2 separate regions of the Sus scrofa genome follow, and region 1 is linked to region 2. The links are chromatin contacts, called in public Hi-C maps. All regions are on one chromosome and are shown on one strand. Each heading gives the region's core, a stretch centred on a gene start, on an enhancer-like site or on the middle of the called end of the contact. The rest is flanking DNA. Distances are from core to core; before and after follow the strand shown. Region 1 overlaps CACNA2D1 (calcium voltage-gated channel auxiliary subunit alpha2delta 1). Region 2 overlaps CACNA2D1 (calcium voltage-gated channel auxiliary subunit alpha2delta 1).

Region 1 (2,700 bases), core at 69-2,568, 65 kb after region 2:
TTGACTGAAAGGTATATACTAGATAACTAATTATTTTTAGCTTCTGCTGCTTTAATTACTAATGAAGAGAAAAGTGAAGGAAACAAAGGAGGCATCACTATAGCAGTGCCTTTTGTGTTTATTTTGTTTTGTTTTGTTTTGTTTTAAGGAGATGGGCCTATAAATACTTGAAATGTATTAGTCTATTGAATCATGACTCAGTGGAGCTAAAATTTTACTTCCCTTATTTTGTATTCATATACACTTGATCTTTTTTTTAGAACATACTCTTAATTTATCATATTTTCCCCCATATAGCTTCATTTGACTAACCTATTGGTACTTGGAGGCAATAAGATCTAGTTTCTACTAGCAGTCTACTCTTAAATGTATTTTACTTTCTTGATATAATAGTATTTCTAAATTCTTTTGATCTCAAAGAAATTAGAGAAGGGAGAAAAGAGATGGATTTAACTAACACTGTTGTAGAAATAAGCATAGCTTACGAGCACTTCTGTTGGGTTGCTGTTCTCTTTTCATCAGTCGAATGTATTGGTTCCTACCATTATTAAAAGGAGCCTCCTAAGAATATATTATTTAGTAATATTTTACTTACCTTAAAATGTCTATCCTAATACATCATTCACCTACGTGATGATATTTTTTTTTGCTTCATTCAGTAAAAAGTTTGTTGCACATAAGTTTTGTGTTGGGTATTGTAATGACTTTTGAGAATAATTCAGTTGCCATGATTGTCCTCAACATCTAGCCTATCTGCTGAGACGGATCCATCAGAGTCAACTGCATGTGTGGTGTTGAGCAAAGACAGATTTCTGGTCAGCAAACATTTAATGAATGTCTCTAGAGTGGCAGGCAGAGTGATAGCCCTGAAGATACAAATCTGTCTAAAGCCTAGATTGTTCCTCTAAAAGAACATGGAGACTATTCTGGCAAGTGGAGGTATAGGCATGTGGTTTGTATAGACCACGGCTCTTAAAATTATATTCATGGTCCTGGATAGCACAGAGGAAGGAGTGGTTGCCTGTGCTGGGCTAGAAATAAGGAGGTACTGCTACTACCTGACCTATGGAATAATGAATGAAAAACATGTTTGCCAACAAAAAGAACGTAACTTGGTGGGAGTAGAGAAACTCTGTAGTATGAAGAAATTGTTTTTTTCTTCTTCTTTTTTTTTTTTTTTTTTTTTTTGGTAGTAACGCAAAATATCATGTTAAAAATTTTTTTTTTTTTTTTTTTTTTTCAAATGGCACACAACTGTAGAGGGACTTTAAATGGATCCTGTTGGTTTTTAAAAATATTTACTCCAGGAGTGCAGACTGGAAAGGGCTAAGGCCAGAGGCTAGACAACTTCTCATTAACAAAAACTTTCCCTGTTAAGGACCCATGGGCCCATGGCCTCTGGCCCCTTGTTGACAATTGGCAGGGTATTTATTCAACTTCATTCTTCAAGTACCTTTAATTTCCTGGACCCTGAGGCTATAAAGAGACTATGACACAGTCCTTCTCATAGGCAACTTCTGGCAGACAAGTGTAAAAATGATTCATAGCCTCCTTCCCTGAGGTTGTTAACGATGATCTTTAGCTATGTTGGACTTACCGAAGACCTTTCTTCAATTTGCCTTTTTTTTTTTTTTTTTTCCCTCCACTTAAATAAACTTTATATAGATCTTCATTGCCTATATCTAATGGACGTCTAAAAATTATACATCATATTTCTACAGCAGATTATAAAAGTCAAGCTATAGAAAGAGTGAAATATATGTCAAAGTGTTCTGGGTCTGTGAGCTTTGGGTCCTTGGAGGTACTTTGTGTTCACCGTAGAATAGCTACAGACAGAATAGATGGCAAAGCCTTACGACACTTAGGCATTTTCAAGTCTACTGACTTTGGTCTTTAAAGTTTTCTGTTAAGAACTAATCTGCTTACTCCATGCCACTAATCATTAGGGAAATGAAAATCAAAACCACAGTGAGCTATCACCTCAAACCTGTCAGAATGATTGTTATTAAAAAGCCAAGAAATAACAAGTGACGTGGAGAAAAGGGAGCATGGGAAAGTAAATTGGTGCAGCCACTGTGGGAAACAGTATGGAGATTCCTCAAAACATTAAAAATAGAACTATTATATGATAGAGTAATTCTATTCCTAGGAATTTACCTGAAGAAAACAAAAACAATAATTAGAAAAGATGGATGCGCCCTTATGTTCACTGCAGTGTTATTTACAGTAGAAAAGATATGAAAGCGACCGAAGGGCCCATCAATAGGAAAATGGAAAAAGATGTAGTATGTATATACCCAATGGAATACTTCTCAGCCATAAAAAAATAATGAAATCTTGCCATTGGCAATGACAAGAATAGACCTAGAGGGGATTAGGCTGAATGGAATAAGTCAGATAGAGAGGTAAATACTGTGTGATTTTACTTACATGTGGAATCTCAAAAACAAAAGAAATGAACAAACATAACAAAACAGAAATAGGAGTTCCCGTTGTGGCACAGTGGTTAACGAATCCGACTAGGAACCATGAGGTTGCGGGTTCGATCCCTGCCCTTGCTCAGTGGGTTAACGATCCGGCATTGCCGTGAGCTGTGGTGTAGGTTGCAGACGTGGCTCGGATCCTGCGTTGCTGTGGCTCTGGCGTAGGCCGGTGGCTACAGCTCCGATTAGACCCCTAGCCTGGGAACCTCCATATGCC
Region 2 (2,794 bases), core at 249-2,748:
TGTTTTTATGAAGTTTGGTAGAGTGAAAGAGAAGTATGGAATACAACTAGACAGTTTATTTTTTGTTTATTTTTGAGAATGAAGGACATATAAGCATGCTTATAGGTGGGAAGGAGTCTATGAAATAAGAGAAATCTGAATGTTTTTGAAGGTTGTTTCTAGAAAAAAACAAGATGGAGAAAACGTCGGAGTCATGTAATTTATCTTTGAAAAGACAGTGATATCCGTCACTTAAGACAGAGGATTATTGTTATAAATAAAGACAGTTGAGTTTGCAGACAGAAAATCTGAGTCATACTGGATGACCACTTTTCTCTTAGTAAAGTATAAATTAGTATTTATGCAAAGAATGAAGGGGCCATGGTAATCTTTAGGATGAGGGTGAAGATTTGAGGAGCAAAATAAGAAAAAATAAAGAGTCCACTGTGGGTAAGGGAGATGATTAAAATCAAGAGCCTTCTTTTTTTTTTTTTTTGGTCTTTTTGCCATTTCTTGGGCCGCTCCCATGGCATATGGATGTTCCCAGGCTAGGGGTCGAATCGGAGCTGTAGCCGCCAGCCTACGCCAGAGCCACAGCAACACAGGATCCGAGCCGCGTCTGCAACCTACACCACAGCTCACGGCAACGCGGGATCCTTAACCCACTGAGCAAGGCCAGGGATCGAACCTGCAACCTCATGGTTCCTAGTCGGATTCGTTAACCACTGCGCCACGACGGGAACTCCTTTTTTTTTTTTTTTCCCAGTCTTTTTAGGGCTGCACCCAGGCATATGGTGGTTCCCAGGCTCGGGGTTGAATCAGAGCTGTAACCACCGGCCTACACAACAGCCACAGCATCACAGGAGCCAAGCCACATTTGAGACCTACTACACCACAGCTCACCGCAATGCCAGATCCTTAACCCACCGAGCAAGGCCCGAGATCAAACCTGCATCCTCATAGAATACAAGTCAGATTCATTTCCACTGAGCCACGGCAGGAACTCCTCGAGCCTCCTTAGCATTGAGAAAAAACAAAAGATATAAAATACCCTCCTGTTTCAAAAGTGAAGTTGAAAGAGCTGTTTGAAAGCTGTGTGTGTGTGTGTGTGTGTGTGTGTGTGTGTGTTGATCAATAGTCCAAAGTCTTTCTAGAGGGTATAAACTTGTCCATGTTGATGAGAACAAGAAAAAATTACTTTGGGAATATTGAGCTTCCAGGAGAAAAGTGTGCTTGCCCTTCTCTTTAATCTTAGTGTAAATGTCTCCAAGAGGCTACTCTGATTGCTGATATACTTTCCTTTGAGTCTAAGCAATAAAGGGACTAGGTGATCCACTCTTTGTTTTGCAAAGTTGAGATTACTTTCATTGATTTGGATTTGATACATTACATCCCTATGGATGCTAAAAGTGAGGTGCTGATGCTCTGTCTGCCTGCCTGGGGCCTGAACATTGAAAGATGGCTTTGTTGGGCATGAACTTATATACCAATCAGAACAGAGGTGAACCTTATGGGATGGAGCTGGTCTGGGAATCCATCCAATGGGACTTCCTGCCAGGAGCAAAGCCAGTTCTACACTGTCAGCTGAGGGATAGGGTATAAATGCAAACCAGAAATACAGCATTGCAGTTAAGTGTTCTGGGTATTTCCAGCAAGCACAGGAAAGCACCCCAAGAAGGGAACAAGTTGGTATTGACCACCCATCAGTCCCAGAGAGTACCAATATGTAATTACCATCAAGAAAGGCCCTTCCACTGCCAGTTTTCTCATCGTCATTGGTGAAATCAGCACATGTGCCCTGGTAACTGGAGTCAATGTGAGATCAGGAGAAAAAAGCTCCGAGAGTGAGATAGAGCTCTGTCACGCTCATACTAAATACCTGAAGTTTCTCAGCCTGGAGCAATGCCAAGCTGGTAATGAGATTATAGATGAAATTAAGCCTAGACTTTTCGTGGATAACAGATTCATTATTTTATTTGATTAACTGAGGTTGCTTTTAGGTTTAGAAATTGTATATAAAAAGATAAACGGAAAATTTATGGAACCTCTATGGCTTAAAGTTGTATTTAAATATGATTAATAGACAAGCCAACTAAAGAGTGATTTAAACAGATTGCAGGTTTATTTTCTCTCAAAATAGAAAACTGGACGTGGGCAACTCAAGAGATTTCTCAAAGTCCCATTCTGTTCCTTTTGTATTCATCTCACTAGATGACCCTTGCTCAAGGGGGAGTAAGAGATGGAGTTTTTTAGCTGGGACATTGTCTCTCCTACAGAATTGTGGTACTCAGTTAAAATGTGGATCCAGCCAGCCTGAGTCTGTGTCAAGACCTTTTCAAGATTTAATGTGAATTTTAGTAAAGACAGTCTAGAGAAAATTCATTTTGAAGGATCAGAGGAAAGAAAGGAAAACTTTGCTTTTTTTTGTTTTTTTCTACAGAGTCCCATTCTTTCTATATAATGATTGCATATATAATCAATTTAACTTTCTCTAACAAAGCCTGACACAGTGCGAACAGGAGGTGAATGAAAGGACTGTCAAATCCACCTTGGATTAAGATTTATCAGAGTAAATTTTATAAACTTACTCTGGAGGGATACGTAGGAATTAGTCAGCAGTAGTTGATTTATTTGAAATCATGAACTGTGATAGGTGGAGTCTGATAATGGTTTAAGAGAGTAAACATTTCTATGTATATAAAATGTATGTTTATTGAGAACAATGGAGAAACAAGAAATTGTGGTAAATTAAAGAAATTAAAGAAATTAAGGATTCTGGGTAATAAAGAAGGTTGAGGCATCCATGAATGGGTGG

The links. A called contact is a pair of places that touch in the nucleus more often than the background predicts.
Region 1: a Hi-C map of skeletal muscle shows a contact between it and region 2, with 2.0 times the contacts expected there. The contact joins two enhancer-like sites. A contact is called at or near these places in 5 of 47 Hi-C or Micro-C datasets (heart right ventricle, liver and skeletal muscle).

Annotation. Positions count from the first base shown.
Region 1 is chr9:97,954,718-97,957,417 of Sscrofa11.1, forward strand. The region is part of intron 3 of CACNA2D1 (calcium voltage-gated channel auxiliary subunit alpha2delta 1); the gene reads left to right. Among named protein-coding and RNA genes, the nearest start is that of CACNA2D1, 170 kb to the left of the region's middle. Within about 2 kb of position 1,319, at least 2 of the 83 cell types and tissues checked have an H3K27ac peak or open chromatin away from gene starts, as enhancers often do. A contact at or near this core is called in skeletal muscle, where this site is marked.
Region 2 is chr9:97,889,798-97,892,591 of Sscrofa11.1, forward strand. All of the region lies in intron 3 of CACNA2D1 (calcium voltage-gated channel auxiliary subunit alpha2delta 1), which reads left to right. Among named protein-coding and RNA genes, the nearest start is that of CACNA2D1, 110 kb to the left of the region's middle. Within about 2 kb of position 1,499, at least 2 of the 83 cell types and tissues checked have an H3K27ac peak or open chromatin away from gene starts, as enhancers often do. A contact at or near this core is called in skeletal muscle, where this site is marked.